Regions from separate parts of the Mus musculus genome. Here all the other regions are linked to region 3. Evidence: chromatin contacts called from public Hi-C and HiChIP or PLAC-seq data. All regions are on one chromosome and are shown on one strand. The core of a region is the stretch at or near the end of the contact, and the rest is flanking DNA. Distances in the headings are between cores, read along the strand shown. Region 1 overlaps Arhgap8 (Rho GTPase activating protein 8). Region 2 overlaps Nup50 (nucleoporin 50). Region 3 holds the start of Phf21b (PHD finger protein 21B). Region 4 overlaps Arhgap8 (Rho GTPase activating protein 8).

The links. Hi-C and Micro-C count contacts between places; a contact is called where the count stands out from the background. HiChIP or PLAC-seq counts read pairs in DNA pulled down with a chosen protein or histone mark.
Region 1: an H3K4me3 HiChIP or PLAC-seq map of neural tube shows a contact between it and region 3, with 3 times the contacts expected there. The contact joins the enhancer-like site here to the promoter of Phf21b in region 3. A contact is called at or near these places in 7 of 39 promoter capture datasets (the 3T3-L1 cell line, cranial neural crest, embryonic stem cells and 2 more), 4 of 484 Hi-C or Micro-C datasets (adipose-derived mesenchymal stem cells, cortical neurons and nephron progenitors), 13 of 115 datasets of contacts at active chromatin or transcription factors (bone marrow-derived macrophages, craniofacial prominence, embryonic basal ganglia and 7 more) and 3 of 9 other capture datasets (adipose tissue, liver and pancreatic islet).
Region 2: a Hi-C map of cortical neurons shows a contact between it and region 3, with 1.9 times the contacts expected there. The contact joins the enhancer-like site here to the promoter of Phf21b in region 3. A contact is called at or near these places in 2 of 484 Hi-C or Micro-C datasets (CD8 T cells and cortical neurons), 5 of 115 datasets of contacts at active chromatin or transcription factors (embryonic stem cells, forebrain, memory CD8 T cells and 2 more) and 2 of 9 other capture datasets (adipose tissue and liver).
Region 4: a contact with region 3 is called in a Hi-C map of the N1E-115 cell line, with 7 times the contacts expected there. The contact joins the enhancer-like site here to the promoter of Phf21b in region 3. A contact is called at or near these places in 2 of 39 promoter capture datasets (HPC-7-derived erythroid cells and cancer-associated fibroblasts), 1 of 15 datasets of contacts at CTCF or cohesin (the NIH/3T3 cell line), 9 of 484 Hi-C or Micro-C datasets (the N1E-115 cell line, Sertoli cells, cerebellum and 5 more), 15 of 115 datasets of contacts at active chromatin or transcription factors (bone marrow-derived macrophages, differentiating embryonic stem cells, embryonic forebrain and 8 more) and 3 of 9 other capture datasets (adipose tissue, liver and pancreatic islet).

The regions. Positions count from the first base shown.
Region 1 is chr15:84,771,964-84,778,940 of GRCm38.p6, forward strand. Arhgap8 (Rho GTPase activating protein 8) reads left to right here. Exons shown (of 12, transcript NM_001164628.1): 12 at 1-244. The coding sequence ends at 114. Among named protein-coding and RNA genes, the nearest start is that of Gm52202, 16 kb to the right of the region's middle. Within about 2 kb of position 3,663, at least 26 of the 459 cell types and tissues checked have an H3K27ac peak or open chromatin away from gene starts, as enhancers often do. A contact at or near this core is called in embryonic forebrain and neural tube, where this site is marked.
Region 2 is chr15:84,938,114-84,945,369 of GRCm38.p6, forward strand. It overlaps Nup50 (nucleoporin 50), which reads left to right. Exons shown (of 8, transcript NM_016714.2): 7 at 245-363; 8 at 1,533-4,850. The coding sequence ends at 1,735. 5031439G07Rik (RIKEN cDNA 5031439G07 gene) reads right to left here. Exons shown (of 10, transcript NM_001033273.3): 10 at 5,823-7,256. Among named protein-coding and RNA genes, the nearest start is that of Mir1249, 9.9 kb to the right of the region's middle. Within about 2 kb of position 4,973, at least 43 of the 459 cell types and tissues checked have an H3K27ac peak or open chromatin away from gene starts, as enhancers often do. A contact at or near this core is called in adipose tissue, cortical neurons and forebrain, where this site is marked.
Region 3 is chr15:84,852,363-84,860,299 of GRCm38.p6, forward strand. Phf21b (PHD finger protein 21B) reads right to left here and starts at 3,767. Exons shown (of 13, transcript NM_001081166.2): 1 at 3,303-3,767; 2 at 2,377-2,442. The coding sequence starts at 3,356.
Region 4 is chr15:84,754,738-84,761,833 of GRCm38.p6, forward strand. Arhgap8 (Rho GTPase activating protein 8) reads left to right here. Exons shown (of 12, transcript NM_001164628.1): 6 at 1,601-1,699; 7 at 2,283-2,393. Among named protein-coding and RNA genes, the nearest start is that of Gm52202, 33 kb to the right of the region's middle. Within about 2 kb of position 1,959, at least 37 of the 459 cell types and tissues checked have an H3K27ac peak or open chromatin away from gene starts, as enhancers often do. A contact at or near this core is called in the N1E-115 cell line, cortical neurons and stem cell-derived neurons, where this site is marked.

The DNA.
Region 1 (6,977 bases), core at 2,413-4,912, 81 kb before region 3:
GAGCACACCCGGGATACTGTGGAAGTACAGCAGGCTGGCCCTGTTACCAAAGAATTTATGAAGACGGGCACTCCCCGGGCCTCACCATACCTGTCCCGCCTCCGTATCTCCTGACTAGCTTGAGACACCTCAAGATGGAGACTGGAGATGCCCCCTTCCAATCTAGGCATCTGTGTACCTGTTTGTCTTATGAACTTACTATCTTTAAGAAGACACAGGAATTAAATGAACCCAGAACTTCCTAGTGGGGGTTTTGTGCTTCTGATTGTTGGGTCCATCACGGTTCTGGGAAATGTCTGAAATGACATACATGTGTGAGGGCAACTCTTCTGAGCCATAATTCAGCGTGACTAAAGGGAAATGTGAATTTGCTGGCAAGGGGCCCAGAGCAGTCACTGTTGGCTGCGGTGTTATGTGGCAGGCCATCCAACCCAGTGACTGACACAGCTGTGGACTGGTCACAGTCCCTGGGTTACCTGACAGGTCAAGAGTTCTTGGGGAACACACACATGTCCGGGGCCGGGCTGGCTAGCATCTGGGGAGATTCTGCTGTCTGGCCAATTACTCCTATCCTCCAGCAGGTGGCATGGGGAACATGGTATCTTGGTCAGAGGTGCTGCACAAGGTTTGTAAGATCTTTGTGATCGTGGACAGCAATGCTCACCTGAGCATCACCGGTGGAGAAGGATGTCCGCGGCCAAGCCAGTTGGCCACAGTGGAAGGTTGAGCGTTGTTGAGACTCCCGAAGAGGAGCGGAGCTACTGTTTGGCAGCCAACCTGCCAGAGGGCTCCGGGTTTCTTGGCCTCGGACTGAATCTTTGGCCTAAGACTGTCCTCTTAGGGTTGTAGGATGGGCCATTTACCTCATTAAATACAGTGCAGCAAAGTTCCCTACAGAAAGTTCCATACGTTGTTCTGATTGGACAAGCTTTGGTCACGTGTCCATCCTGGACCAATCACTGTGGCCAGAGGATGCTCTGCAGGGCTAGGCCTGGATCACATGTTTCCTGCCGGAATCCGGATCACTACAGCTAACAGCCACCACTGGGTGAGCCCTGTGCCAGCTGCCTTCACACTCGATTGCAGACAGAAGGGGATGGATGCGGAGGACGAAAGCCCACCACAGATAGTTGCTCTCAGTCCCCCCAAGCCTGGATGGAAGCTGTCCCATGCTTTGGGGGTGATTCCAGTGCCTGTCCAACATGGTGGGAAAGGAATGGAAACAGGAGCCCCAGGCTGTGGTTGTGAGGACTTCTCACAGGGCAGATTAAGAAGCAGAATCGAGACAGGAAGGAAGTGAGGTCAGGCTATGAGCCTCATAGCCCCCTCCTGCACGACCCACTTCCTCCTCTCCTAAAGTTTACAGAACCTTCCAGAACATTGCCAGAAACTGAGGTCCACGTTTTATCCATAGGAACCTGTGGAGGACATTCTGCACCCCTGAAGGGTGCCAGCCTCTCTCAGTAGCTCACACTGCCAGACTCCATAGAGGGTGGAGACCTGCCTGGGAACTGGAGCCCTGCTATCTGTCATTCTGGGTCAGACAGTATTGCTAGCTGGTTAGTGGCCCTGCAAACAGCCGACTTCTAAGCATGGGTTTGGCTGATCATGCAGAGCAGCTCCCTCTCCGGTAGACGACTGTTGACATGTTACCTCATCTACCCCAGAGATGCAGAGGACACAGAGGGATCGGGCCCAGCTTAAAAGGATTTCTCACTGTGAACAAGGGGTGAGTCTGCGTCCCTGGTCATATACCTAACCCACAAATGAGAACTCGACGACACATGAAAGAGCGGACACAGAACCATGCTGTTGAAAAACACCATGGCCCAAATTAACTTCAGCTTACAGATTCCAGTCCCTTGTAAAGGGAGGCCGAGGCACAAACCCAAGGTAGGAACCTGGAGGCAGCTGACAGGGAGGAGCTGCTCGCTGGTGGGTTCCTCGTGCCTTTCTCGGCTTGCACTCTTATAGCACCCAGGACTACCTGCCCAGGGTACTGCCGATGCTGGGCAGGACACTCACAGATGAACCATCAATCAAGAAAATGCCCCCATAGACTTGCATACAAGCAATCTGATGGGGGAATTTTCTCAATTGAGATTTCTCTTTCAAGATGACCCTAGTTTGTGACTGAACCCGTGTAGGCATCTGCTTTGCTCCTTTTGGAGGGAGGGGGGAACGAAACGAAGGGAGAGGCGAGGCTTGCTCTTCCCATTGGGACAGCATGGGGCTTATACCGCAGGCCCCTTCCATCTCTGGAAACTGTAGCTCTGTGGCAGTGTACAGACCTGAGCTAGTATTGCCAGCATGGTCAGCCTCAGCAAGCTTGCTCTTTTCTGTCTGATCCCTGACTAGGCATGGGCAAAGTGAAAGCCCAATGCTTAGAACATGAGCGTTGTTGGTGAACTGGAGGGGGCCTGTTACTCAGCCCTGCAGTTCTTCAGGGCGGGCTTGTAGATGACAGTGTATCACACCACATAGAATTTTTTTGAGATTAAAGTAGATTTGTCTTCCTGGTGGCCATCTCTGCTGCTCAACACTGTCACACCTCTGCTGGCAGTCTAAAGTGGCCCTGGGCTGAAGTATCCTTCAGCAAACGCCCTGCCTGTATTCAGGAGCTCGGGAGAGCCTGGCCTGCACTGCTGCTGAGCTCAGGGGCCGGACTCAGGCACTGGCCTGACACCTGTATTGAGAGAGTCCTTGGTGCCCTTGAGCCCCTAGCCAAGCTCCAGTCACACGTGTCAGGGGCCCCACTACCTGCCCACCAGGCTTTGTGTAGAGTTTTGTCTGCTTCCTGCTGCTCTGTCTTGCCAGGTCACCCGAAGCCACATGGATTCTCCTGGGCTTCATGACACTGATGGCTCCTCCTCCTCCTTCTCCTCCTCCTCCTCTTCCTCCTTCTTCCTCTTCTCCTCCTTCTTCTTTTTTTCCTCCTCCTCCCCCTCCTCCTCCTCCTTCTTTTCCTCCTCCCTTTCCTTCCCCTTTCTCTTTCTCTTCTCCTCCTTCTCTACTCCCCCTCCTCCCCTCCTTCTTTCCCCCTCCCCCTCCTCCTCTTCCTCTCCCTCTTCTTCCTTTTCTCCTCCTCCCCTTCTCCTTCTCTTCTCTTCCCTCTTCCTTTCCTCCCCTCCCTACTTCCTCATCCTCTTTTCTTCCTTTCCTCCTCCTCCTTTCCTTCTCCTCCCCCTCTTCCTCTCCTCCCCCTCCTTCTCCCCCTTCCCCTCCTTCTCTTCTCCTCCCTCTCCCCTTCCTCCTCCTGCTCCTCCATTACAAAGCCTTTCTTTTTCCTCTTGTTTCTCTTACTTTGCTTTCTTTGTTTCTTTTTTCTATTTCCTTTTATTTCCCTTTCTTTTTTCCCTTTTTTCTTTCTATCTCTCACTTTCCTTCTCTCTTTCTCCCCCTTTCTTTCTTTCTCTTCATTTCCCTCCTCTTTCCTCCCTCTCTCCTCCCTTTCTTCCTTCTGACAACCCCAACCCTTCCTCTCTGACCCCAAATAGTCAAACAAAGTGGGCTTCCAGCATGGCTCAGTATGGCCTTCCGAGGCAGCCAGCCCCCTTGTCCTGCTCGTAGCCTCTGGAAAAGCCACCATGCGTCTGCACCCCCCCCCCCATGGCGTCTGTGCTCTCAGAATGCTGAATAACCCCAAAGGGTCTCAGAGTTCTGCTGCCAGGGAGAAAGAAAGAAAGAAAAATGATGGCTCCCTTAAGAGCCCACCATTGTGAGCCCCGAATTAACAATGACATTAAATCAAGCCTCATGCATTATGCAGTGGGGTTTACAGGGAAATGCGTGTCTGTGAAATATATGTTTCAAATTTCCTGACTTGGAGAGGTGCCCCAAGACGGTCTCCTGCCGCTCCTTTGATAACAGTTTCCCTTCACAATCGGTAATTGTGGAATCCCAGCCCAGCGCTGCGTGGCCCCGTCACCTTCCCGTGTCTCAGTACAATCTCCCCATCGTTCCCACAGCAAAAGAAAGTGATTATGGCAGTCACACGTAGGAAGCACACGACATGTCCCAGCTTAAAACAATGACAACAGAGCCTGCATGAGGACTCAATCTCCCGGACACAGGGGATAGATTATCCAAGCATTCACTTTTGCGGAGATGACAGCGATTGCCAGTTGACTGCAGAGGTTCGGCAGGCTGCCCAGAACTTGTGGTTGACATTCAGAGAAAGAATGAATTCATAGAATGAGCCACAGATACCTCCCCAGACCCACGCATGTTAAGGTTCCACGATAGCGGGAGATGTCTGGGAAGGAAAATGGAAGTCAGAAAGTAAAAGTCACTCATTGACGATTGAAGCCCAGAGTGCTGCAGACACCGAGAGAGCTCACTCACTCAGCGAGCTTTGGAAATCAGCACAGTGTCTAGGAATGACCTGGAAGGTGGACCAGAGCATTGTTGCATGTAGATTCAGCTGGCCTGACCATCAGGAATAGCAGATAAGCCAAGGTGTGTCACCAGCGTGACTGAAGAGTATCCTGCATTTATTTAGTATGGCCAGGACAGACCTGTGTGTGTTGATTTGGATCACAGTTTCCCCTGGTGACCATCCCTGCTGGTCAGCACTGTCACACCTCTATGGCACACGAACTGGCAGGAGAACATCACCCAGGGTCACGTCTGCAAGCCCACGATGGTTCATCGCCAAGTGGTCTCATAGACACTGAATGATATACGAGCAGAAGGAGTTATTACAGAGTGAATGGTGGGTGGTGAGGGATGGCTCAGTGGGTGAAGGAGAGTGCCAGCAAGCCTAGAGACTGGAGTTCAGTTCCTGGGAGTCACATGGTGGAAGGAAATAACTGCCTCTCACATGCTGTCCTCTGATCTCCGCAGGTGCACCATGACATGTGGGTGACCCCACACATGTACACACACCTGCTATGTCCACTCCAGTAGTGACACGCGCGACAGGCCCTGAAAACCTGGGTGCTGTCCCAAGGCGAAAAGTTCACGGAAACTTAGTCTCCTGGAATCATGGCATCCTGTATAAAGAATGCTCCAATGTCCTTGCTTTAGTTGGTAAACAGATCTGTGTGCTTTCCCTTAATATTGCTTTATTATAAGTGCTCCTAAGGATTGATATTTTGACATATAGCTAAGTTAGATTCTAGGCAGTCCTTGAGCTGACCCTGGGCAAGGATAGCTAAGTCACTGCCCTACACAGAAATTTACCATGATCTAGGAAGAAGGAAGTTTGTGATCTAAGAAGGAACCAGAGTAGATACTTACAATTATAGATAGCTGAGTTACACCCATACACAAGTATTTACAATGGCGTAGGTGGAAGGTGGACTATATAGTAGACTAGAGTAGGAACTATGGCAAGGGCACGAAGCCCTTGACCCTGGCTTCTAAGATTAAGTGGACCTTAGATGGAGCCGTTTTTGATCCCAGTTGTTAAACATTGAATTTTATCCCAGTTGGTTCCTGCCAGTCCTTCCATGTTAGCATTCCTCTGTTTTGTGTAAGAATCAAGTAACCTCTTTGTACCTGGCCGGTGTGTCAGCCAACTTCTCTATTTTCTTCTGTATAAAATGTTTCATGCTTGACAAATTACATTCAGACTCTACACAATCTCGTGTGTCACCGACTCCTTGTCCACCTGCAACCAGAGACCTGTTCCACACAGATAGGAGACCCAAAAAGGGGATAGTCTGCGGCACAGACCCACACCCTGTCCCCCAACGCTAAGCAGAAAAAAAATAACTGAGTGGGGGCGTGCAGAGAATATGACTTGGTGGTAGAGCACTTGCTTAGCATGTGTGAAGTCCTGGGTGTCAGCCTTCAGGGCTTGAAGAAGGGAGAAAGGCACAGAGAGGTGGCAGGGTGTGTGTGTGTGTGTGTGTGTGTGTGTGCACAAAGTGTGAATCCATAAACAAGCTGAACTCCCGGACCTAACCCACATTTACAGAACATCATACTAAATAACAAGGCGTGTGTGCTCTTCCTAAGTGCACGGGATGCAGCTGCCAGTGTAGACCAGAGTCTGAGTCATACGACAACGACAAGCTCTGGTAAATTGAGGGAGTTAAAATGGAGCAAAGAATAAATGGAATAAAATTGATCCTGGAAATCAATGACATCTGCTGGGGGTGGGGTGGGGTGGAGAAGCCAAGTATATGAAAAAAAAATTTTTTTTAAATCAGTGAGTTAAAGACAAAGTCAGAATGGGAGCCTCTCCTAGCTCTGTTGATATTTTTAAAGATTTTTGTTGTTGTTGTTGGTGGTGGTGTTGTTGGTGTGTGTGTGTGTGCATCTGTGCCAGGGTGTGTGCATATGAGTGTGGGTGTCCAAGGAGGCCTAAGAAAGGTGTTGGGTTACCTGGAGATGAAGTGGGAACCATATGGCATGAAGGCTGGGAACGGAATGTGGGTCCTTTGTCAGGGCAGCAAGTGTTCTTCACTGCTGAGCCATCTCTCTAGCCATACCTTTTACTAGGGTCAGAGTTTATCACTGGCCAGTTAGGCTGGAGTGGTTGATCAGCAAGCCCTAGTGTTCTGTTTGTTTGCCTCCTCAGTACTAGGGTTACAAGCAAGTGCCATGATGCCTCCTCCTCCCCCCCCTCCTTCCTCTTTTTCTCCTCCTCCCCCCCCTCCTTCCTTTTCTCCTCCTCCTCCCCCCTCCTCTTCCTCCCTTTTTTTGGGCATGGGTCCTAGGGCTCAAGCTTAGGTCCTCTGGCTTCTATGGCAAGCATTTTGCTGACTGAGCTAGCTCCCCAGCTCCCAAGAAAATAACTTGAATTCACACTCAAAATCAGCTAAAGACACGCTAATGTCACAACATATCAACATTCATGAAGCGTTAAAGCACAGCCTCCAGGGAGAGCTAAAAGCTTGTCGGAGAAAAACAAAGAACCGATCCAAAAGCAATGGCTAGGGCTGTGCCAGAGCAAAGAGTCAGGGGAGGGAGATACAAGTTAACAGAAATTTGGACTAAGAAGTATGTTTTTCCTTCCCCTTCCCCTT
Region 2 (7,256 bases), core at 3,723-6,222, 87 kb after region 3:
GGGGACTGTGATTGTCGCTCACTAGCAAAGTGCTTGCCTAGCATTGCCCCACGATACAAAGAAAGGTGGGGGTGGGAAGGTAAATTCTACAATATCTAACTAGATTACCATACGGTTTTGTTTGGTTTTACCTGGATGCCATCAATCCAGTAAAGAAGGTTTATCCTTTCTTTACCCACTGCAGTTATGGCTGTTAGCAAACTGACTTGTTGAATGCCTGATCGTGTCTGTTGTTTCCCCACAGATGTAAACTATTTTACAAGAAAGACAACGAATTTAAAGAGAAGGGTGTGGGGACCCTGCATTTAAAACCCACAGCAACTCAGAAGACCCAGCTCTTGGTGCGGGCAGACACCAACCTAGGTGGGTGCAGAGCCATCACAGTGCCCTGTGTAGAGAGCCCTATCCTGACACTGCAGTTCTTTGTGTTTTGAAGCTCAATAATAGGGGTTGGTTTGTTTGTTTGTTTGTTTTATGAGCAATCATGAGATTCATCTTCTGATTACTAATATGGACGTGGTTTTTGAGTATTGGGACATGATGTAGGTGTGTTGTTAAAGCTTGGTTTCCTGTGGTGGAGGGTTGCATGCATACATCCATGTGCTTACTGAGCTCAGAGAAGAAGTACACAGGTCTCAGTTTAAAGGGGTCTTTGTGGAGGGGAGGGCTGGTATGTGGAGGCCCAAGAATGTCAGGTCTCATTCCTCAGCTGCTCTCTACCTTTATTTTTGGAACGTGGTCTCTGTAACCTGAAGCTCACTGATGAGCTTGCCAGTCTGGCCGTTGGTGCCACAGCCCCCATCCCTATCCTTTCCCACTCTCTGGGCTGGGATCACAGATTGGGCAGCTGTCTCCAGCTTCTTACGTGGGTTCTGAGGACCTGAAGTCAGGTCCTTGTGCTTGCATGCTGAGCAATGAGGCTATCTCCCCAGCCTTAGGGAGTGCTTTCCATAGAGCCAGAGGACCGCATTGCTGTCCCCTTCACCCACCCCAGCTGTCAAGGCCCTTAGAACAGTCCAGTAAAAGAGCAGCTCTGACTGCAGTGAGCCTGTAACGTGGTCAGCAGTGTGAGGCTCTGTCAGGCAACACCAAGATACTCCGGCCAGCTAGCTATGACAGTATCATTGTAATGTCACTCTAGCCTGGGAGCACCGCTGGGGAGAACCTCTTGTTTCTTTGCTGGCCCTTCATCCTTAAGTCCCATGAAATGGTGAGGATTTGGGTCCAAACGGTACCAGTACCAGCGAGTCCTCTTTGCATGCAGTTCTGAGGTTGTAAGCGCCTGAAGCTGGAGTGTGTGGAGAAGGGAGGAAGGAAGCACCCCGCCATTGGTGCCTGTCAAGCCCCTGCTCCCCTCAGCCTGCCACACTCCCGAACACAAGAGCGGGAGGCCTTTATGGCGGTACCTTTAGCACAGTAAGAAGTCGCTTCAGGATTGACTCCTAGCCTCTTACGGAATCCTACAGCTTTGATAGATAGTTTCTCTAGTTATTTTTATGTCCTGATGAATATCTCCCTTTGCTTACTCAAAGGCAACATACTGCTGAATGTTCTGATCGCCCCCAACATGCCGTGCACCCGGACAGGAAAGAACAACGTCCTTATCGTCTGTGTCCCCAACCCCCCACTCGATGAGAAGCAGCCCACTCTCCCGGCCACCATGCTGATCCGGGTGAAGACGAGCGAGGATGCCGATGAATTGCACAAGATTTTACTGGAGAAAAAGGATGCCTGAGCACTGAGGCTGACCAAGGCATGTTGCCACGTTGCTGCTTCCCCTCCGTCCCTAACTTAGTCACATTCTTTCCTCTTCTACTGTGACATTCTGAGAACTTCTAGGTAACTTGAACTTTTGTGAGGAAGATTAAGGCCAATAAATCCTTTCAGTGTGTCGAAGCTCTTCTCCCTTCCTAAGAACTAAGCAAAATACATTGGAGTGAAAAGTGTGGGAAGATGGTTTTTAATGTTGATTCATTGAGTAAACTAACCTAAGTGATTCTTAATGGACTATAATCAGGGTACCAGTTAGCTCTCCAAAGGCTCCCTCAGGCAGCAGTGGTGCCGCTCTCTGCCTTCCCCAGGAGACCCAGTGTTCCTGAAGACACCGCCCGTTTCCTTCCTGTGGGCTTGTCTGACCATGACTAGCACTCCTGCCAGACAGCACACCGCCACACTGTGACCGACCGCGCTTGCCCATTCCTTCTGAGCTGACTGGGTACTGGGAATCTGTCGTCAGCCTGTCTCGGCTGGTGCTGGCCTTTGACCTGGAGCTGCTTGACTGAACCAGGAACCGCCTTTCCATGGGAAAGACCATGAGTGGTGGCTCGTGGGGAGCTGGCGGTGGACAGACTGGGTCTGGAGTTTATCCATGAGGTGCTCTTACTAGCTTTCCTCCCTAGTTAGCATGGACGGGGGCTGTCAGGAATAATGGATTTTATTAAAAGCACAAATTTGGTAGTGTTTTTATATCATTTCTATACCACAAATAAGCCTTTATTTTAAAAGAAAAAAGTGAAATCGTGCTGAAAAGGGTTGTGTGCTCATGGCCGTTTGTGCCCTGCTGAGCCCTGGTGGGCACAGTCTGAATGGAGTTCTCTCACGAGCCGTGTGCTCATGAGAAGCAAGAGTATGGGAGTGGAAGACGGCTCATTTGGCCCGTAGCTTCAGACAGCAGCATATTATTTGGCGTCTGAAGAAAACATTTTTATCTTTACTTTTTTAAGGATGAGGTATTATTGAGTATGTCCATTTGGAAGAGAGCCATGGTTCTACACGCTGGTCATGTTACCTCAGAGCGGTGAGGTTGCTAATACTAGTATTCTCTGAAGACCAGACATGGGTTAAATTCGAGATTTGATGACGAGCTGGTCATGGTTCCTGTCTAATCCCGGTGCTGGAAAAGCTGAGGCAGGAAGATCATTTGAGTTCACAGCAGCTTGAGCTACTGTAAGACACCTCCCCCACCCCCAATAAAATCAAATAGAATAGAAAGTTTGACTCTTTAAAAGTCCACTTGCATTTCTCATAAAACCATTTGACACTAGGACCAGATCTTGTCTGAAGGCTCAGGGTCAGTACCCAGGGGCGCACACTTGTGTGATCAGGTTCCGACAAAAGCTGGGTGGCACAGTTGCTTTCTTAAAGCTGCCGTGCTAGGTGGGATGAAACCTGGTTAACTTTTATTTTCACATGGGTCTTAGTCTCACTATGTAACCCTGGCTAGCCTTGAACTCAGATCCACCTGCCTCTGCCTCCTGAGCCCAGAGATGTTCTTGAGGTGGGGTGACAGTGCTCTGTGCATTTTGGCACGTATCTGCAGATGCATGTTTGTGCTTCTTGGGCTGTGGACCTAAGGAGATGCTGTGCGGTTTGGTTTGGTTTTGCCTTGTAGCATGGAGAATTGGTTCCTAGCAAGCAGGTTGCTGCTTCTGTTGGCCCTGGCCCTGGCTTCTTCACATTGGGCTTCCCAGCTTTCCAAAGATGAAACAAGGGGTGTGCATTTCAGAACAGTACTGTGTAGCCACGTGCCTGTGGGGCTGACACGTGTCAAACTCACAGGCACTTTCAGGAACTTGTCTCTTCATGGTGGCAGTGCTCTGTGAGCATCTGCCCATGCCTTGAATATTTACCAAAAGAATAAAAGCAAAAAAGATCATGACTGGACTGCCTTCTAGAGCTCCCCGGCCAATTTCAGTTGTAAATTAGTGAGGGTGGCTTGCTTTTTTTTCTAACATTCCAGCAATTTGCTGCTAAAGACTATCACTTTTGGAAACAAGAATTACAGGGGAGATGTGTGGGGTGTGACTGTAACTCGGTGTCTTGTCTTTATGCTTTAGGAGCTAGCTCATTGCATCTGACCTGAGTATGGGAATCACTATGAAGTCTGAGTGTCACAGGGAGGCCCCCGGAGGGCACTCTGTTCTTCTTCCACTGTGTGTGTAGCTGGTTCCAACCCATGGCTTAAACTTCATTTATGGTTTAACGTGTTAGAAACTTGCATCTTGTCTGTTTAATGTGAACTGAGGTGTGTATCTCCAGTTTGAAAATCTCACGTTGTGTCTTACATTTGCCTGAAGGAAGTGTGTGTTCTCTGTGGTCAGGGTGCATCTGGCAGATGCTAAGCCTGGGCCTTCCCACACTATAGCTCACACTATGACACATTCCCAGCCCTGCCATGTCCTCCTCAGAGAGCCACACTGTACAGGCTGTGTCTGTGTCAGTGACAGGTCCGACTGTTGGTGGGCTGATGCTCTGTTTTACCATTTCAGTTCTGAATCCTGTTTTTTTACATGCTGTGTGCCAAAAACCAAAACAAACCAACAACAACAACAAAAAAAATACCTCCTATGGCATAGAGGGGAATTCACCTTGCTGTCAGGGAAAGCCGTTTCCCTACCTTTTGAACATTACGAAGTCTGTTCTTGCCAGTTTCTTCATTATGTTACTATCTCTGAAGATGAGAAACAGCCCCTTGAGGCTGCAGAGTACCCACTTAGACCACTGGAGTGGGATTTTAAGGAGATGGCCTGCTCTGTCACTTGTAGGTGAGGTTGGGAGTTCTTCAGGGCGTCTTTCTAGCCACATGCTCTGTACACAGCCACCAAGTGCTCTCCAGAAGCAATCACAAGCCTGAGGACTGTCCCTTAACACAGATTTGTAAAAGTGACGTCAGACTTCGTAGCCAGCACATGGAGTGATCCGCCTTCTACTCGGAACGGGAACTTGTTTTCTCCAGCTAAAATACTTGAATTGTCAGGCAGTGTAATCTCAGTGTGTGTTAGCTTTTGAATGAGCCTTTAAGGAAGTGTAACAATCCATGAAATGTGAATAAATGGAAAGTTGAAAAACCAGCGTTGGGTACTGTTCTGTTCTGTGATATTCTTGGCAGATCAGTGGGGAAAGCAGCACACAGTAGTGTGCACAGACGGATCTGAAGTGGGGGCTGACCAGCTGACTGGGATGTAGGGTGAGCAGCTTGAAGCTTGGCCCGGGCCTGCCTGCACTGGATTACAGTCGGCTGCAGAGCCAGAGCCCTGTTCTAGGCAGGCAGTCCTCCAGCCTCAGACAAATTCCAGCTGGGAGAGGTTAGCTTTCTTCTTCAGAAGTAAGTTATTCATACTAGATTCTTGTTCATTCCGTGATGTACTTACTGGAGTTGTGTTCAGATTCTAAAGTTTCCTAAGAGACACTGCATTATCTGAGTTATAAGGTGTTTTCCTGGTTAGGGGAAAAAAGCTAAAAGGCTGTCCCCGGGGTTCCGAACTGTGAGATTCATAAGTTATAGGTGCTTGCTGAAGAGCAAGATTGTCCCTGAGCCATTAGGGAGACAGACTGATCTGGTGTGGACCCCCAGTGTAACCCTGGAGCTTCCAGTGCCAGAGGTTCATAGAAATTAGAGCTGACAGCTTTTGGGGACCCCGCCCTAAGCCCACTCAGGTCAAGGCCAGTCTTTGATACAGTGGTTTTTGTATAATCACACTACTACTAGTCATTGTATGTGAACGGATGACGCGCTGCACAGCTGTGATCAGCCAGCACTGGCTGGCAGACTCCCTCCCTGTAACTCCCAGATAGAGCCATGACTCCATGCCCGTTAGCACATCCTAGGAGGAGATGGCAGTGACCACCAGCATTCCCAGGAACTATGACAACCTCTCATGACCGTGAGGAACCTCGCAGTCACTGGACCTGAAGGGATGTATTGGGTTTACCTTCTCTTTGAAGATCCCAAGCCCTGGCAAACGGGGGTGACATGGCTTGCTGGGGGACCAGGGCCACATGGCCCTTTCCATCACCCCCACTGAATCACTGGACTTCATTGGTTTCTAGAATTGGCTTAAGTCTTTTGAGTAAAATTGTTTATTCAAAATATAATCAAAGTTCACCAGAAACAATGGTTATTTCAAACTGAGCAACCTAATTGCTTTATTAAAGTCAGAGTCCAAAATGAAAGAGCCATCCACATAGAAGAGAGAAAAGTTTTGATGGCCCACTGGCTTCCATGAGGCTGTAGGAGGCAAGTGAGTGACACTTAAGAACAGGAACATTCATCGCCCATCCCCAAAGCAAGCTTCTCCTTCCTCACATTTCCCAGCTTCCTTCCCTTTAACAAGCACAAAGTCTGATGTCTCCAGTTGACATGGGCATATACAGTGAGCTACAGAGACTGCATTATTTTACACTCCTCTCTTCTACATACGTTCTGGAAGGTTTTCCTTTCCGGGGAACATTCTCTTCCAGGCTGACAGCGGCTCCTTACAGGTATGTATGAGTCAGGATAAAAGACCTGAGAGCAGAACTGCCCTCCCAAGGCAGCTGGGAGACGGAAGGCCAGCAGGGCAGCCAGCTTCCAGAGCAGAGGCTTCAGGCCACTTGAAAGGGCTACCCAGTGATGTGGATAGCAAGGGGGCATGGGTTTCCTGCCAAGCCGCTGCCTCCTTCCCACCTCCTTGTAGTTGTAGCAGTTCAGAAAAACCCTCCTGGTCTGGTGTTCCTAGGGTAGTGACTGGCTCCTTACTATATGTCCCCTCAGTCTCCCTTTCTCTGTCTCCACTGCAGGTCTAACCCCGGGGTATACAGTATATTAGGACCTATTCTTTGTGACATAAGTCATTTGGCATGTTTTAGAAACCCATTTGCATGGAAGGTGGCTATATTTCTGACCCGTGATGATTACAGGCCCTAGAAAGAGCCAGCCAGATGATCTCACCCTCCATGCTCCCCCCTTCCCCCACCTCTCACCCCCACTGCAGAGGAGCTCCGCAACAAGGAAAGTCAGATGCCTGCCAGGATCTTTTCTGAACTCCCATTTTGGGTCCCAACTTCTATTCCAGCCATCTTCCTGCTACTGTGATGGTTTTTAGGGGGTTCTCTTAGAAAAGCTTTGAGAGTTTGCAGTCCAAATACTGCCAGGGTGTATTTTCATGGGAGCACAGAACCGAGCCCAAAATATATCATGTGGTCAGCTTTGGAAATGCCCACACTCTGGCTAGGGTGGTCACTATCCCTCTCACAGGGTCTTCACAGACCAACCAGTATGTGGTATGGCGTCTGTCAGCCCCAGAGGATACCATTTCATAATGTTATCAAAGTCAAGGTCATTCCCTTGATTTGCTATTTGTTTGTATTAATGTGAAACATGTATTAAAGATGGGGGCATTTAAAAGAAAATTCACTTGAAATGTCTCTAAAATATAATGCAATGTCTCAAAGAAAGATGGAATCACAAAGTCAACAGCCACCACTAAGCCTGCCTT
Region 3 (7,937 bases), core at 2,517-5,016:
ATTAAAATATACACTGCACTACACCTGACTTATGAAATTTTTCGCCCTCACTCCTGCACTGCAACTAACTTCTCCAGGGCAAGTTTTGGGTTGCCCATGCAAAACTGAGTAGTCTCTGACCTTGTAAATCCATCCGGTCCCAGCCAAACTGCCAATCACCACCAAAGTCCTCCAGAAAGCACAGACAGTTAAAATCACCAGCTCATTACATAGGTGAACCCTGAGAGCCCTTGCAGACGGCGTAAGAGAGACAGGCAACTCTATTAGCATGCTGAACCCTGCCTCGGGCCCCCTCCTCTCCCTCTTTTATGAGCCCTTGTTATATAAAAGGCCACAAAGAGAAACAGAAAAGCAGACTTGCCTTCACAAACACAAGTTCCGATGGCCAGGCCAAACCCTGGCTGCCTACCAAACGTTATTTTTAGGCATCTAAACGGGAAACATTTTTAAAAGGCCAGAGAACAAAAGTTTTCTGGCTTCCTTTCTTTCTTTTAAAGCACTCACACAAAAAGATGGAGGCACTGTTCCTTTGCAGGCAATACTCCCGAGTTCAAATTTAAAGGCAAAGGCATCCTGGGGGTGGGAGGGCTCCTCCCCCCCCCCCACCTCTACCCCAGGCTGCCTCTACCTTCAGACAGGATTTTCAAAGATTTCCTTTGTAGCCTTATCTAAATTCCGGCATACGGGATAATAAATAGCTACTCATTTACTATCATAAAAAATTTAAAGCCCTGAAATAGTTGCCACAATCCAGAAGAAACGATCGCACACAAGCTCGGAAAGACCTACTCCAGATAGTGAAACTAACTGGCACGAAGCGCACACATAAAGAGACATTGTTGCGAAGAGAGGCACCTAGCATTGGTTTTTCCATTTTAAATCTTCTGCTCCAAGCCTAAGACTTCACAACTTCGCGTTTTACCCAGGCTATCACACTGTTCCAGATTTGTTAGTTTTGTTTTGTTTTGAGTATCTGGTTTGATTCTACACAGTGATTAAACATCTTTGTGCTCTGCGGAAAAGGGTCTTCCAACCCCTCCCCCTCCAAAAATGGCATCGAAGCAATCAAAATGGTAATGCCGGGCCTGGGTCCCCTCCCCCCGCGAACTCCCCGACTTCGCCGGGGCCGCGCGCAGGCCCCCCTCCGGCGAGAATGGAAGCTTCCACTCGCGGACGGGGGCGCGCAGCCCGGGGGTGGGGGGTTGGGGGGGACGGGCTCCGACAGAAAGGGGCAAATGCCTGACTCCCCAGCCTACGGTCCAGCCCGGCGTCCCCTCTGCTCTTGCGCGCCCCCTCCCATCACTTTGCAACTTTAAAGACTCGGCCTGGAGCACCGGCCTGCGAGCCGAAGCATCCTCCCAGGCAACTGCGAGCTCCGCGCCGCTGGGGAGAGGGGGGTCCCCGTGGGCTGGGAGAGGGAAGTCGGCCGGGCCGGGGGTCCTCGGGCTGCCCTAGTCCCGGGCGGGCGGCGACATTCCGAAGGAAGCGAGAGCTATTCCTGGGCCCGGGCGGCGAGCTGGGGGAGGGAGGGGCGCGCCCCCGCCCGCCGCCTCGGAGACCCGGGTGCACCATTGGCTGTACAGCTCAAAGTTCTCGGCCGGCGGCGCGCAGGGGCGGGGGCGCGCGCGGAGGGGGAGGGGCTCGGGGGCGCGCAGTCGGCAGGGCTCCGGCGGCGGCATCTGTTCGTGGTGCTGAAACCCGGAGCGCTGAGCTCAGCGCAACTAACTCACAATGGACAACTTTTCTTCGCCGTGGGGGCGGCGGGCGCGCACCCCCATGGTTGGAGCTCCTCGCGGGTCCCCACAGCCCCTTTCAGGCATAGACACTCAAGTTAGGGCAGAACTGGGGGGTCCCGGGGGCGCCTTTCTTTTGTTCCCCGGGAGCTGGCGTCAGGTTCCGAGAATAAAAAGTGAGGCCGGCGGGATGGCCGGGAAGGGGCCGGCTAGGAGAAGGATCACCAAACCGGGTCGGCAGTGCCACGCGGAAATGGCTTCCAAGGAGTTTGGGGTGCGGGCCTGAATTGCCGCCCCCTTGTGTCCCCCTCCCACCGCAGCAGGGATCAGGGGATGCCGAGGCCGGGGAATGTCCACGTTCCCAAAACATGTCCACCGCTCAAGATGGACGCCGGGCAGCCGGCGCCTCGGAAGGTACGGCGCAGATCTTTGGCCGGCCGCCGGAGCCTCGCGCTCCCCTCAGCCACCACAAATCAGCTCTTTCTATCAAGAAAGGGAGGACGGCAACTTTGAGGACTGCAGCCATAACCCCACGGGAGTCGGAGCGTGCGACGACCGTACAGGCACTTTTTAGGGTGCTGCCAAAGTGCCCGGCGATCCTCCCTGGACCCCGGTCCCCTGTGGGGGATAGGCCCCTCCTTACTTGTTTGTCGCTGAGCGCTGCGATCCGTGGCTGCCTTTCGTGGAGCTGCTTCTTGAGGTCGCCGTTCTATGAAGACACAGAGGAGCGGGCTCAGCCTGGCCGCCCCGGGGGGGGGGGCGAGCAGGCGAGCCCCGAGCCCCGCATCCCCACCACCCACTGCCTGGCGGACCAAGCCGACCCCAACGCGCCCCAACTTTCCGGGACCGCTTTCCTCACACGGGCCACCGTGCAATGTCGCGCGAAGCAGCTTACCTGTGGCTGCCGCCTCATTGGGGCAGCTCCCGGGGCGGGGCGGGGGCCGAGGCCACCCGGCGGCGCGCCCCGAGCCGTGCAAGTTTGCAGGCCGGGGTGCGGGTGCGAGTGAGTGTAAGAGTGTGTGCCGGGGGAGGGGGGACGAACAAAGAGCCAAGTAAACACGGCGAGTCCGTGTCGAGCAAAGCTCATAAATATTCAAGTCGCGTCCTAATCTCCCCAACACACACACGCGCACGCCGCAATATCACTCGGGCACCGGCCGCCTCTCGCCGGAGTCACAATCGCCAAACTACTTTTGCTAACAGTGAGGGTCGGTGCCGGGCTGGGCCCGGAGCAGGAGGCTAGGAGCTGGCCGGTCCATGCACCCTGTTCCCTGGGCAGCTCTAGGAGGGTCCCCTTTCCGGTCGCCCGAGTTGTGCAAACGGGGCAGTGGCAGAGAAGACGCCACGCTGGGGTCCCACGAACCCTGGATCTGCAAACAGTGCTGGATCGCACGGAAGCGAGGGGGAGAGGGAGAACTAAGGGTTCCATCCCAGCCCCGGGACATGTTCCAGGAAGGGGCCTGCTTCCAGCACCCCTGAGACCAAGAGTTAGATACGGAGCTTCGATCCCTCTCGCCTCCACTCCCCGGGCCACTAAGGCTCCCCGGTCCAGTATCCGGGACTACCTACCTGGTGGCGCGCGAGTTCCACCGCGAGCGCCTCGGACCGGCTTTGCAGCTCCATCGCCGCAACTTGGGCAGCACTTTGCGCTCACTTTGGCCGGAGCTCGCAGGAAGTTGTGCGGCTCGGCGGGAACCAGACCGGGAGAGCTCGGATCCGGTGTCCCGGGCACAGAGAGACACGAGTTCCCTCCTGCAGCGCCGATAGGAAAGGAGGCTGACGAGAGGGAAGAAAGGCGAGCTGGCGCCCAACTCTTCCGGCTGCCGCTAAGTTGCGCCGGGTGCCCGGGCTGCCTGCGCCGCCCGGCGCATGGCCCCCAGGCGCCGGGAGCCCCGCGCAGCCCCCCAGCGCGCGCCCTGTCGCCGCCCGCGCCAGCTGACCGCCGGCAGGGACTATATTTCCTCCGGCGCGCGCGCCTGGATCTCGCTGGGGCCGCGGCAAAGTTGTGCCTCGGCACGATGCTAATTCGGCAGTGCCCGGATGGAGCGGGCCGGGGCGGCAGGAGGCGGTGCCGGGAACCCGCTGCCCGCCCCGCCCCGCCCCGCCCGGCCCGCGCGTGCGCATTGCGTTCGGCCCAGCGACCAGGCTCAGGAAACAAAAGTGGCGGCTGAGCGGAGCGCAAAGTCGCGGCTCTGAGATCTGGGCGCCCGAGCGATCTCCTCGGTGCGCAGCCGAGAGCACGGGGAGCAGGGAATGCTTTCACAGTCCCACTCCCGGAGCGACAATTCCCGCAGCAAACTGAGATGCCACCCTCCTGCTTCTTGCACCTCCTCCCTCCTCCGCTTCCCCTTCTCGCCTCGCTCTCCGGTTTTATTTAAATCACCCGGTCCTCTCCCGCAGCGCCTAGCACTGAGACTGGGGAACTAAATCAGTCCTGTCGCCGGAGTCCCAGCGCCTAATGGCCGCTGTGGTATTTAAATAGTATGAAAACTGATCTCTTGATTGGTCCTTTAATGATTTTTTTTACACTCACAATTAAACTCTCAACAGATGTCCCTAGACTTTTTTTTTTCCAGACAGTTGTTAAAAATCGTAAACACGACAGGTCAGTGTGACATAAAGCAATCATAACTACAGCTGCGGAGATGACATTTCAGAATTCCCAGTCCCGGGGCCGGGGTCAACGTCTCAGAGATTACTGCGGCGGAGTTTCCTGTCCTCATCAATTAATGTCGGGGCTTTGTGCCCTGCTGGGCGCTAGCACACTAGTGTGTTTCAAAGAGGCCAGGGAAAGGGGGGCCTCTGTGTCAGAGTAACCGTGAATTGATAGAGACTCATAACTAACTCTTTCCGTGGGTCACAAGAAAAGGAGGAAGGAAGGAAAGAAAAGAAAACTCAGGCACACCAGTCAGAAATGTCTCTTCAATGGATGCCAACAGTCTACATATTTCCTTTACCCCTCAGGAGAAATCTCTCTCTCTCTCTCTCTCTCTCTCTCACACACACACACACACACACACACCAGAACACCAGTGTTGTTAGAGCCATATACAGTATTGGTCACAGTCGACAAAGATGACAACGATCTAACTGGCTGACTAAACTGGTTCCTCCCACTTCTGGGTTAGACTCAAGTCAAGACAATGTCTCCCACTCCCCATTTTTTCTTTCAACCCCCCCCCCCATTTTGTAGTTAGAGGTGCAGAGGATCCAGGGGCTGGAGCATACTAGGCAAGCCTCTGTTACAGGAGCCATGCTCAAAGCTCCACTCATGTCTTTTGCTGGGGAGGACAGCAGCCTAGGTGAAGACTGGTGTTTGGAGGACCAGGAGGGGCATGTGCTGGCCAAGAGACTCCCTCCTGTGATTTCTGTAAATGTCATTGGCTTTTGGCAAAAACTCAGGGTTATCTTTCTGGCCATGTGGTCCTTTCATCAACAGGGTAGACTTTCTGGCTTTCCTTGGCTAGTACAGACTCTAGCAGATGCCCACCGAAGGAGATGTGCCTGGTCGGATGGTGACGACCCAGTGTGGTTTGTAGTTTTGCCCACTGTCGATTGATTTAGGCTTCAGTAATGATCAACATGTCACCCACTTCCTGGATCATGGCACAGGCCATGGTATGGGAGTTCTCTGACAGACAGTGCAGGAGAGGCAAAGTAAGCAACCAAGGATCAAACCCAAGGCCCGGCCTGTGCTAAGTAAACACTCTACCACTGGGTTACATCCCCAGCCACCTGCTTTGGAGACTCTGAACTTTGATCCCCCTGCCTTGGCTTCCTGAGCAGCTGGGAGCAGGTGTTCTTGTAAGCAAACATGTAGCTTTTCCTGAGCTCCTACAGGCTTCTCTCCCTTCACCTGACCAGTGTTCTCTAGAATATTCTTTCCCTCATTCCACATTTCACAAATTCTTTTCTTCAAGATTCACTTCAAATGTCTTTTCTGGGATACCCCCCCCTAATTTCCACAATAAAACTCCTATCACCCTCTCTGTTGGTCAACCAAGCAGTGCTTACTCATGAGGGGGTACTGGGAGTTGAACCCCAAATCTACCCTGAACAGAGTCAGACACATTTCTCTAAACCTCCTAACCTCACTTCTGTGCAAGATGGGAATCTATCACACTAGACACAGACACTCCGGACCCCTCAAGCGCCTTGCCCACATCTTGACACGTGGACTTATTTAATAGATGGGCTGAATTGCTATCCATTGCTTGCCCTGCTTGCCCCCAGCCTGGCCTTGGCAGCAAGCCTACCCTAGGGGAGTGGTAGTAGCTGCTTTTCTCATTCTGTGAGAAAACACCATGGCGAAGGCAACTTAGAGAACTACGAATTTCTTTGGGCTTATTGTTCCAGAGGAATAAAGAGTCCGCGGTGGTAGAAGGGAGGCAGAAGAAACAAAAGCTGGGGGCTTACATCTCAAACTATAAGCAGGAAGTGGGGACAAGAAACTGGAACTCGTGCTTTGTCACTTCCCAGGGACATTCTTCCTCCAGTGGGACCACACTTCCTAAACGTACCCAAGTTGTCCCATCAACTGGAGAATCACATATTGGAACATCTGAGCCTATAGGAGGTATCCACAGGAGCCACGGAGGCACCAGAACCCGTGTTCATTCTATGGCTGTGGAAGGAACGGCTGTTTGTAGGTAAGGTGTTACATACACCCTGGCATGCAACTCTGGCTCCAAGGACTTGAATGGCACAGCCTCTGAACACAGCCTTCCAGCATTCCACTTCTAGCATTTCCACTTGACATGCACTGACCTGAGCTCAGCACCCCCCTAACATCCCAGCTCCCCTCCCAGGCACATCCCCCTCTCATGTCCCTCCCCCACCCCAACCCCATCACTCACACTGCTAGTCTTTCTATGTGTAGCAGGATACTTATCTGGTTGTCATCCTTGGCTCCTGGCCTAGAGCTTCTAAGACCCTTGACCTTTCCTGATAAGACTGAATGACCCCTGTCATTCATTAAGACCCTCCTTAGTCTCAACTGGGTCTGCACTGAGGGTGTGGCTGACAGTGAGGGTAGACAGCCTCAGGATCAGGCCAACCACCAAAGCAGGAACCCTGCTGTCTAGCCAGGCTCTGGAGGCTGGCTCACAGTGGCTGGCCAGCTCTCTCTCTTTAGCCCACTGGAAAGGTGCTGTGGAGACCCTGGGGGGCTGGGCCAAGGCAAGTTGAGAAGATGAAGACAAGGACAAAGAGTAGCGATCACACTGTGCTAACCCAGGTAACTCGTCATACTTCTATACTTATGTAATGACATCCAGGCCCAGCCACATTTACTGCAAATGATATAAGTCCCTTCACTTGTGGGGCAGAATAAAACTCCACTGTGCACAAATACCACATTTCTTCATCCCTTCATCCATCAAAGGACACCTAGGCTGATTTTAAGATTTGGGTGGTCAGGTATCTCTAGGCTGGCTGGTTTGGTTAGGGTTTTACTGCTGTGAACAGACACCATGACCAAGGCAACTCTTAAAAAGGATGACGTTTAATTGAGGCTGGTTTACAGGTTCTGAGGTTCAGTCCATTATCATCAAGGCAGGAACCACGTTAACGTCTGGTAGGCATGGTGCTGGAGGAGCTTAGAGTTCTACATCTTTATCTAAAGACCACTAGAAAAAGACTGGCTCCCATGTGGCTAGGAGGAGGGTCTCATCGCCCATGCCTACAGTGACACGCTTCCTCCAACAAGGTCATACCTCCTAAGAGTGCCACTCCCTGGGCCAAGCATATGGAAATCATCACACTGGTTGACATTGATTCCTTTAGGTAAATACTTGAGAGCGATATATCTGCATTGTCTGGCTCCGCTGTTCTTGAAGAACCTTCATGCTGGTTTTCCTTGAAAAATGACACGATGTTAAGAGGTAGGATTCAGAAACCAGAGACTCTGCCTCCAATTCCCCAAGGATACTTGGGACTCTCCAGTAGCTAATGGCAGATGGGTGCCCATTCCAGTCAGCTACCCATCAGCAGTTCAGAAGAGCGGCTCTTTTGGGAAGATGCTCAAAGGCCTGCCCTATACTGCCATGCAGGGTACCCTATACTGCCATGTGGGGTAAGCGCCCATGGCTGATGATGATCTAGCCACACAGCTGAAAGAGCATCGTCTACGACTTCACAAGACACCTATCTCTTTCCCCTCTTCGTCTTTGTTTTCAACTTCATTCATCTGTGTCACCTGCTTTG
Region 4 (7,096 bases), core at 709-3,208, 99 kb before region 3:
TCGCTAATCCTAGGGTCCAGCGGGTGCCTGGCTTAAAAGCAATCGTCAGACAGCTACAGAGAGAAAGGTGGTGTGTGGCTCCTGAGTGGGCAGGTGTGACATGGGAGGTCCCCAGAGTGCTGAAGCAGATGTTACTGTCTAGAAAGTTCCACAGGACAGCTAGGTCCTTAGTAGGCTCAGTGGGCTCTTCCTGTCCATACACACAAAAAAAACCATTAATAGCACTTCATACCCCAGAGGAAACCTTAATGTCCCCAGAGCAGAGGCAAAACTGTCCCCGAGTTGTCTGTTATCTGAACAGATAGGTGAGGATGCCCCATAAGACCTGTCCCAACCCTTTCCTCAGGGCCTAGGGCCTGCATTCTTTCCCCAGATAAGGCTCCCTGGCTCCCTTGCTCATGGCTGGAATCTGGCCCCCAGGTCTGATCCACTCTTGTCCACAAGAGGGAGCCAGTGCACAGGCCTTGACCTCCCTTGGGGTGTGGGAACTGTTTTAGGTTGGACCCGGAATTCTACTCCACTCACAGGGGTGTCCCATCTATCAGATCCCCTGTGGTCTTGTTTTGTTTGAGCAGCGGTAAGTTAGATAATCTTAATTTCATATTATCTACAATGTGGAGCACACATGGGTTGTTTTAACTGCAGCAGAATCTGGCACTGCTGAGCACAGAACTTGCCTTTTCTCATCATTGCAATGTCTACTTACAATGGTTCAAGTTCACAGTCTGTATCAGTGGGACCCAGGCCTTGGCAGATCACCAGCCTTATCCTGGACCCCTGGGAGAGAATAGAAAGGCTGGCAGAGGCCATGTCTCCCCATGGCCTGAAGCATCCCTGGAGAGTCTCCCAAGGTCCCTGCCCTTTGGTCTGTCAGGGAGAGGAGATGGCCCAACACAAAACAATTACTCATCTCGGACCATAGTGACTTCAGACATGCAGGCTCGGCTCACTGGTCCTCTGAGCTGGCACATAGTTATGGTCAGTATCAAAGTCAACCTGGCAGTATGGAGAATCACATGGGAGAGGGGTCTCTGGGCATGTCTGTGAGCAGTTATCCTATTAATTGAAGCGGGAAGACCTGTACCATGTGGGTGGGACCATTCCCCTGGCAGCAGATCCTGGGTTGTATAAAGAGAGAAAGGAACTGAGCAGTGGTATACGTGTGTGCATCGTCTGCTGGCCTGGACATAGATGACCTGCTGCTTCGAGCACCTCCTACGTTGACATCACTGCCATGATGGGAGTGTTGCTTGAACTTTGAGCTGAAATAAGTCCTTTCCCCCTTAAGTTGTCTTTGTGCAGTATGTAAATTCACAACCAGTTCAAAGTAGAGGCATAATTATTTTATGCATGCGAGCCTCTAGGGCCTGTGGCATATTCTGGGTGTCAGTGCATGCTCTGTCTTTTGTTTGTTTGTTTGTTTGTTTGGGGAGGGGGAGGTTCAAGACGAGGTTTGTCTGGGTAACAGCCTGGCTGTCCTGGAACTCTGTAGACCTGGCTGGCCTTGAATTTACAGAGAACCACTTGCCCCTGCTTTCTGAGTGCTGGGATTAGAGACCTGCCCCCTCAACATTTTATTCTCTTGCTTCTCCTTCCTCAGTCACAAGTTTGGGAAAAAAGTCACCTACTGCAGCAACCTGCGTGAGCTCCGAGAACACCTTCAGTGCGACCAGCTGCTCATCCCCCCGGAAGTAGTGCGGTGAGGGCCCGCCCCCGCCCCCGCCCCGCCCCGCCCCTGCCCCGCATGGCTCTGGGGTCCGGTATCCACGTACATACATGAGGGAGAGCAAACCACGAAGGCTGCATACAGTACAAGTACAAACTGATTAAAAACACATCCAGGCACGGGTTTGCCGTTCTGCTTCTGAGCCGGATATGAAAGGGGTTCCCTGGTGTGCTGGTGAGCCGTGTGTGGAATGAAATGTTCTAGGAGTGGCAGGCGCGGGGGATTCGGGAAGACAGCTAGCGGGCGTTTCATTCAGCTCCTGCTGAATGCCCCACTGAGTGTCTGGCAAGCCGGAACGCAGGGTCAATGAGCAGAAACTCCGTGGCTTCAGGCCTGTGCCAGGCAGGCCAGCTCCAGTGAAGCTCCTGAGCCTGGTCTTCACTTCTCTCTGAGGATGCGGCGCCCTGCCCCGGGATGCCTGAAACTTACAGAGGTAGAATATGTGGGTTTCCTATTGATGCGGATGGGGCTTAGTCTCCACATAGCACTTGGAGATGACTTCTATGGCTAAAAGGCTGTCCCCCTGTGAGGTGACACTCTCCTGTTGTGTCCATAGGTATGACGAGAAACTGCAAAACCTGCACAAAGGTCAACCGCCCCCGCCCACCAAGACACCGCCACCTCGGCCGCCTCTGCCCACCCAGCAGTTTGGCGTCAGCCTGCAATAGTAAGTAAAGGAGAGATACTCTGCCCTCCTGAGCAGTGGGACCCCTCTCTGTCCAAAGAGGTTACCCCAGGCCTCTGCCTCCTGCCTACAGGAGAGATAAAGGTTCAAGTCCCCTCTGAGGTGGAGTGGCCGCTGCTCCATGTGTACCTGGGCAGAGGACAAGAGCTTTTCGGCCACCCTTCAGTTCTGGCTCCCTGCTCTTTGGGCCTTTCCTGTCATCTTCCAAGTGAGACATGCTCGAGGGACTTTGATCTTTGGTGGATCTGTCATTTCCTACCTGTTTACCAGGCCAGCTTCATTCACGTGCATCTTGGGCCCCTCCCCCAGAAGCCTTCCCCAGTATCCCATCACAGCATCCCCAGTCCAGGTTCTTATGTGCCCCACCCTCTGGGTCATGAGTTTGTCCCTCTTTGGGTCTCATGCCCTGGTAGTAGACCTGGCCGACATAAATCCAAGGCGATGTTTTATCCTAAAGAAGCTGAAGCGGTCAGGCCACCCACAGCACACTCGGGAAGAGCTGGACACTTCAGTTGCTTTGTGTGAGAGACCCGCACGAGGTTTGATTTTAGGTCCACGAGGAGCTGGGCACCCTGGGAAGAGTTTAAGGGAAATCTGTTGGGGATGTAAGTTTGTCCCTGTGCTTCCTGGGCTACCAGGACAGGATTCCTCTTGTCCTCTTGTAGACGCTGGGATAAGACCCATCCAAATGCTCTCACGGTCTGCAGTGCATGTGTAGAAAACAAAATATGCCCAGTGGATGTCACATCCTAACCTCCCCAGTACCTGTGGCTGCAACTGGCTGGCAGGAAGGATTTTGCAGATGTGAGCAGCGTCTTGAGATGGGAGCTAACTGGGACACTTTGGTGAGCCCAGGGTAGCCCCTTGGGTTATATAAGCAAGAGTCTGTAAAGCTGCAAAAACAAAGAGAATATCCCAGAGCCTCCAGGTCCTCCCCCACCCCACACACACACCTATTCTAGACTGTAAGGTAAATCAGGGTATTGTTTTAAGCTAATTAGTGATGACAGCCATCGGGAAGCATCCTGAGGTGGTGAGGTGGCTGTCACATGCTTCTGTACCTGTCAGCTAGGGAGGTGTGATAAAGCAGTGTTCTCTGAGTGGATGGAGCAGGATGCGTCCCCAGGGGAGCACCTTGGGATATCACAAAGAGGACTGCTGTTCCTCCGAGTATCTCCCTGGATCTCCACTGTCTGATGGAGTTTTCTGTTGTGACGGGCGTGGTCTGCTGGACCAACTCCAGGTTGAGTGAGCACATGGCTACTTCCTGTCTTAACAGCTTCAGTAGCACCTGTGCCTGCTCCTGGGTCACACAGTACCTCCCCACCCAGCCACACGTTCTCAGAGAGAAAAATGCAGTAAATGGTGAAATAGTCCCCCTCCCCCCCAAACTAGAACACAAACTTGCCACTAAAGAGTACTTCCTTTTCATGGGTTATGAAAGTTTGCTGCTGTAACTCCCTGGTGGTCCACACATCATAGATGCTACGCTACCCCAAAGGCAGGGGAGAGCAGGTGCCTGCAGTAACTACAATGCCCTCTAGGGGTCGCTGGTGAGAGCTCATCACTGCGGCACCAGGCCATCAAGAGACAAATTTTCACAATGTTTCTGAGGCCTCTCTGTGGCCTTTCTGCTTCTATGGTTCTACTGCCAATGTCCCTAGTGGTTCTTTCACTCAGAGCTCCTTCTAAAGGCTCCAGCCATACTATCTGATGGCCTGTTGTACCCCGCAGAGCTATCTCTGTCTTCTCAAAAACAAAACAAAACAACAGAAAACACGAGTGCTTGTCACTAAGCCAGAGTACACTATATTCCACCATATACCGTGATGTGCCATGTGTCTGTGAGGCAGAGATATATCTGGGGCTCACTGGCCAGCTGGCCTAACCTAATCAACACCTACTGGGCCAGTGAAAAATGACACCCATCCATAGTCGCACCTCCTGCTTACAAGCATACATATACACACAACCACTTGAAAACGGAAAACAAGGGTAACGTGCAGATTCGTACATTGGGCATGGGCCTGAGCATCGAGATTGGGAACCTGTTGGTGGCTGTCGTCAGTCTTGCAGCTCTACCGTGTAGCTGGGTTTGGGGGAAGACTTGGTTTTTGTTTTATTTTATGCATGTGGGTGTTTTGCCTGTATGTGTGCCTGTGCACCGTGTATGTGCCTGCTTCCCACAGAGGCCAGAAGAGAGCGTCAGATCACCTGTAACCAGGGTTACAGATGGCTCTGAGATGCCATGTAGGTGCTGGGAATGAAACCTGGGTCCTCTACAAGAATAGACCGTGCTTGTAACCGCTGAGCCGTCTCTCCAGCCCCAAAGAGGGGGCTGTTTTTGTCTACCTCAGGCAGGAGAGAATGACAGATGAAGGAGGGGTTCTGTCCAAGTGTAGTCTGCAGATCAGTGCATTGATGGAGTTATTCATGGGAGCATAGGTGACTCAAGCAGCTGCATCACTGAGAAGTCCCACACCCCAGCATTCCTGGAGCCCCCTGTGGGATTTGCAGACAGCTCCAAGAGGCCCTCCTTCCTAGCAGCAGCTCATTGTTTATATAACCTTATACAAGCCTCCTGTGTCTTGTAAGTTTCTGGTGAGTGTAGTGAGCCTTGTGAATTTCCCTCCTCCCTCTCCCCTTTCCTCCCTGCTCCAGGAGGGGATATGTCTTTATGAAGCAAACAGCTACCCAACCAGGACACCCGGGACACCTTCGGTGATTCGAGCCCTTTCAGGATATGTTGACACAGAGTTGTCAGTAGACGGGAGGCTTCCTAGCAATGTGACAATCCCAGAGTTATTTCTGTTCCAGGATCAGTAACTGCTTTTAACAATCAATACATGGAATAAACAGGCAGAGCTGGGGTGCAGCTGGGTGGTAGAGTGCTTGCTTGCCTAGTATGTGCTACCACTGCGGCCACTCCAACACCACACAGGAAAATCCACTTCATTATCTCTTTAGAGAACAGCAAGCAACATCAGATGCCTTTGAGTACATTCCGGGCACGCCACTTTAAGACATAATCTGTGTGATTGCTTCTTTAAATTAATATTTTATGCTGTCTCATTGCCAATGACTATAATAAAATGGCAATAAACGTATTAAATAAAGCACCAGATATGTAATTTGTTTGGACTGTGAATGAATGGAAGACATTAAAATTCATAACCAAAGCCTAGGCGCCAATGTTAATTTGCTGATTTAAGTTCACGACAGAAAGCCATCCCTTGGAATGAGCCGCTTAAGCCAACAGAGGAAGGCGAAGTCAGGGAGTCAGAGGTCTCCTGGCTCAGCCAGGGCTGGGAGGCATTTGCTTAGCATGTGCAAATGCAGCACTGCAGAAATATACAGGCTTGCTTGCCATCCTCAGGGAGAGAGGGAAGAGCGGTGTGAGTCTCCTCTGGGTACCCGTGGAGTCTGGGAAAAAAGGGTGAGGTGGGCCAAACTTTCCAGGTTTGCAAAGTCCAAGCTACTGATTTTACACTTCCCAGTTTCTCTAAGTCGAGGGATCCGAGCCACTGCGTTCCAAACTAACCCTGCCCAAGAGCCTTGCGACCATGGGCCTTGCCACAGAGCATGCAGATTATGTGCCTTCACTAGCCCCCTCCTCCAGGAAGCCTTCCCTGATGGCAGCACACAAATTAGGCTGTGTGAGCCTCCTCCCTCCTGATACCTCCCCACATCCTCTACCTGCCCCTCAGAGTAGGATTTAGTGTCCAAATTCAGGACTGATGTACGTGTGCATCTAGGAACTGTCCAGGCCTGGATTATTGGGTCACTTTCCCCTTTTCTAAGTATGCAGTGCTGTGTGGGTTAAGTTTGTCACACCGGTGGGCAATTGCCACCATTGTCTAATCCCAGAACCACATCTCTGGCCCTTCCTGCCTCACAAGCCCCTCATAGACTCAAGCCCACTTTCTATCTGGAACCACACCATGTGTGACCACTTTGAGCTGTATCTGCCTGGTGTCATTTTGGGGGTCATACCAGATTATGTTCGTTCTCTAGCAATTACTGAATATACCGCTCGTTTCCACCTATTTCCTATTATGTATAACAGTGGTCTGAGAATTCACATGCAAGATTGTGAGTTTCTGGGTTTTCTGTTCCCTTGGGTCTACAGCTAGACGGTGAATCACCTGCTTCCCCGATGCTGGGATTCTAAGCACACACACCTGCCTGTCTTTTTATGCGGTTCTAGGGCTTAAACTCAGGCCTGTGTGCTTGATTGTATAGCAGGCACTTTACCTGTGCACCATCCCTGAAGCCCTCACCATGCTTTGTTGATGTCCTGAGAGTATTTGACCTGCTCCCTTGTGATTGGCCTAGTGGTGGGGAGTGGGCTGCCCTGGACCCTGTTTCTATGCTGTGTGCGCTGGCCTAACTTACTGTGTCCGCAGGCTGTGGTACAAACATTCCTGGAAGCCAGTGTGTTGGATGCAACTGCTCTTTCCAGCAGAGCAATGAGGCACAGCAAGAGGCACATGGGTCACAGGCTCCAACCACACAAGTAGACCTGGAAATTCCCTCTAGTGAGTTCCTTCTGGGAGGAAAGGAAATAGGTAGGAAGTTCCTCCTGCTTTTCCCCTCTCTTGTGCTCAGTTCCCTTCTGTCACATTATGATATGACAGAAGTCCTGGCCAGGAGCCCAGCAGATGTAGGGCCCCCTGCACTTGAAT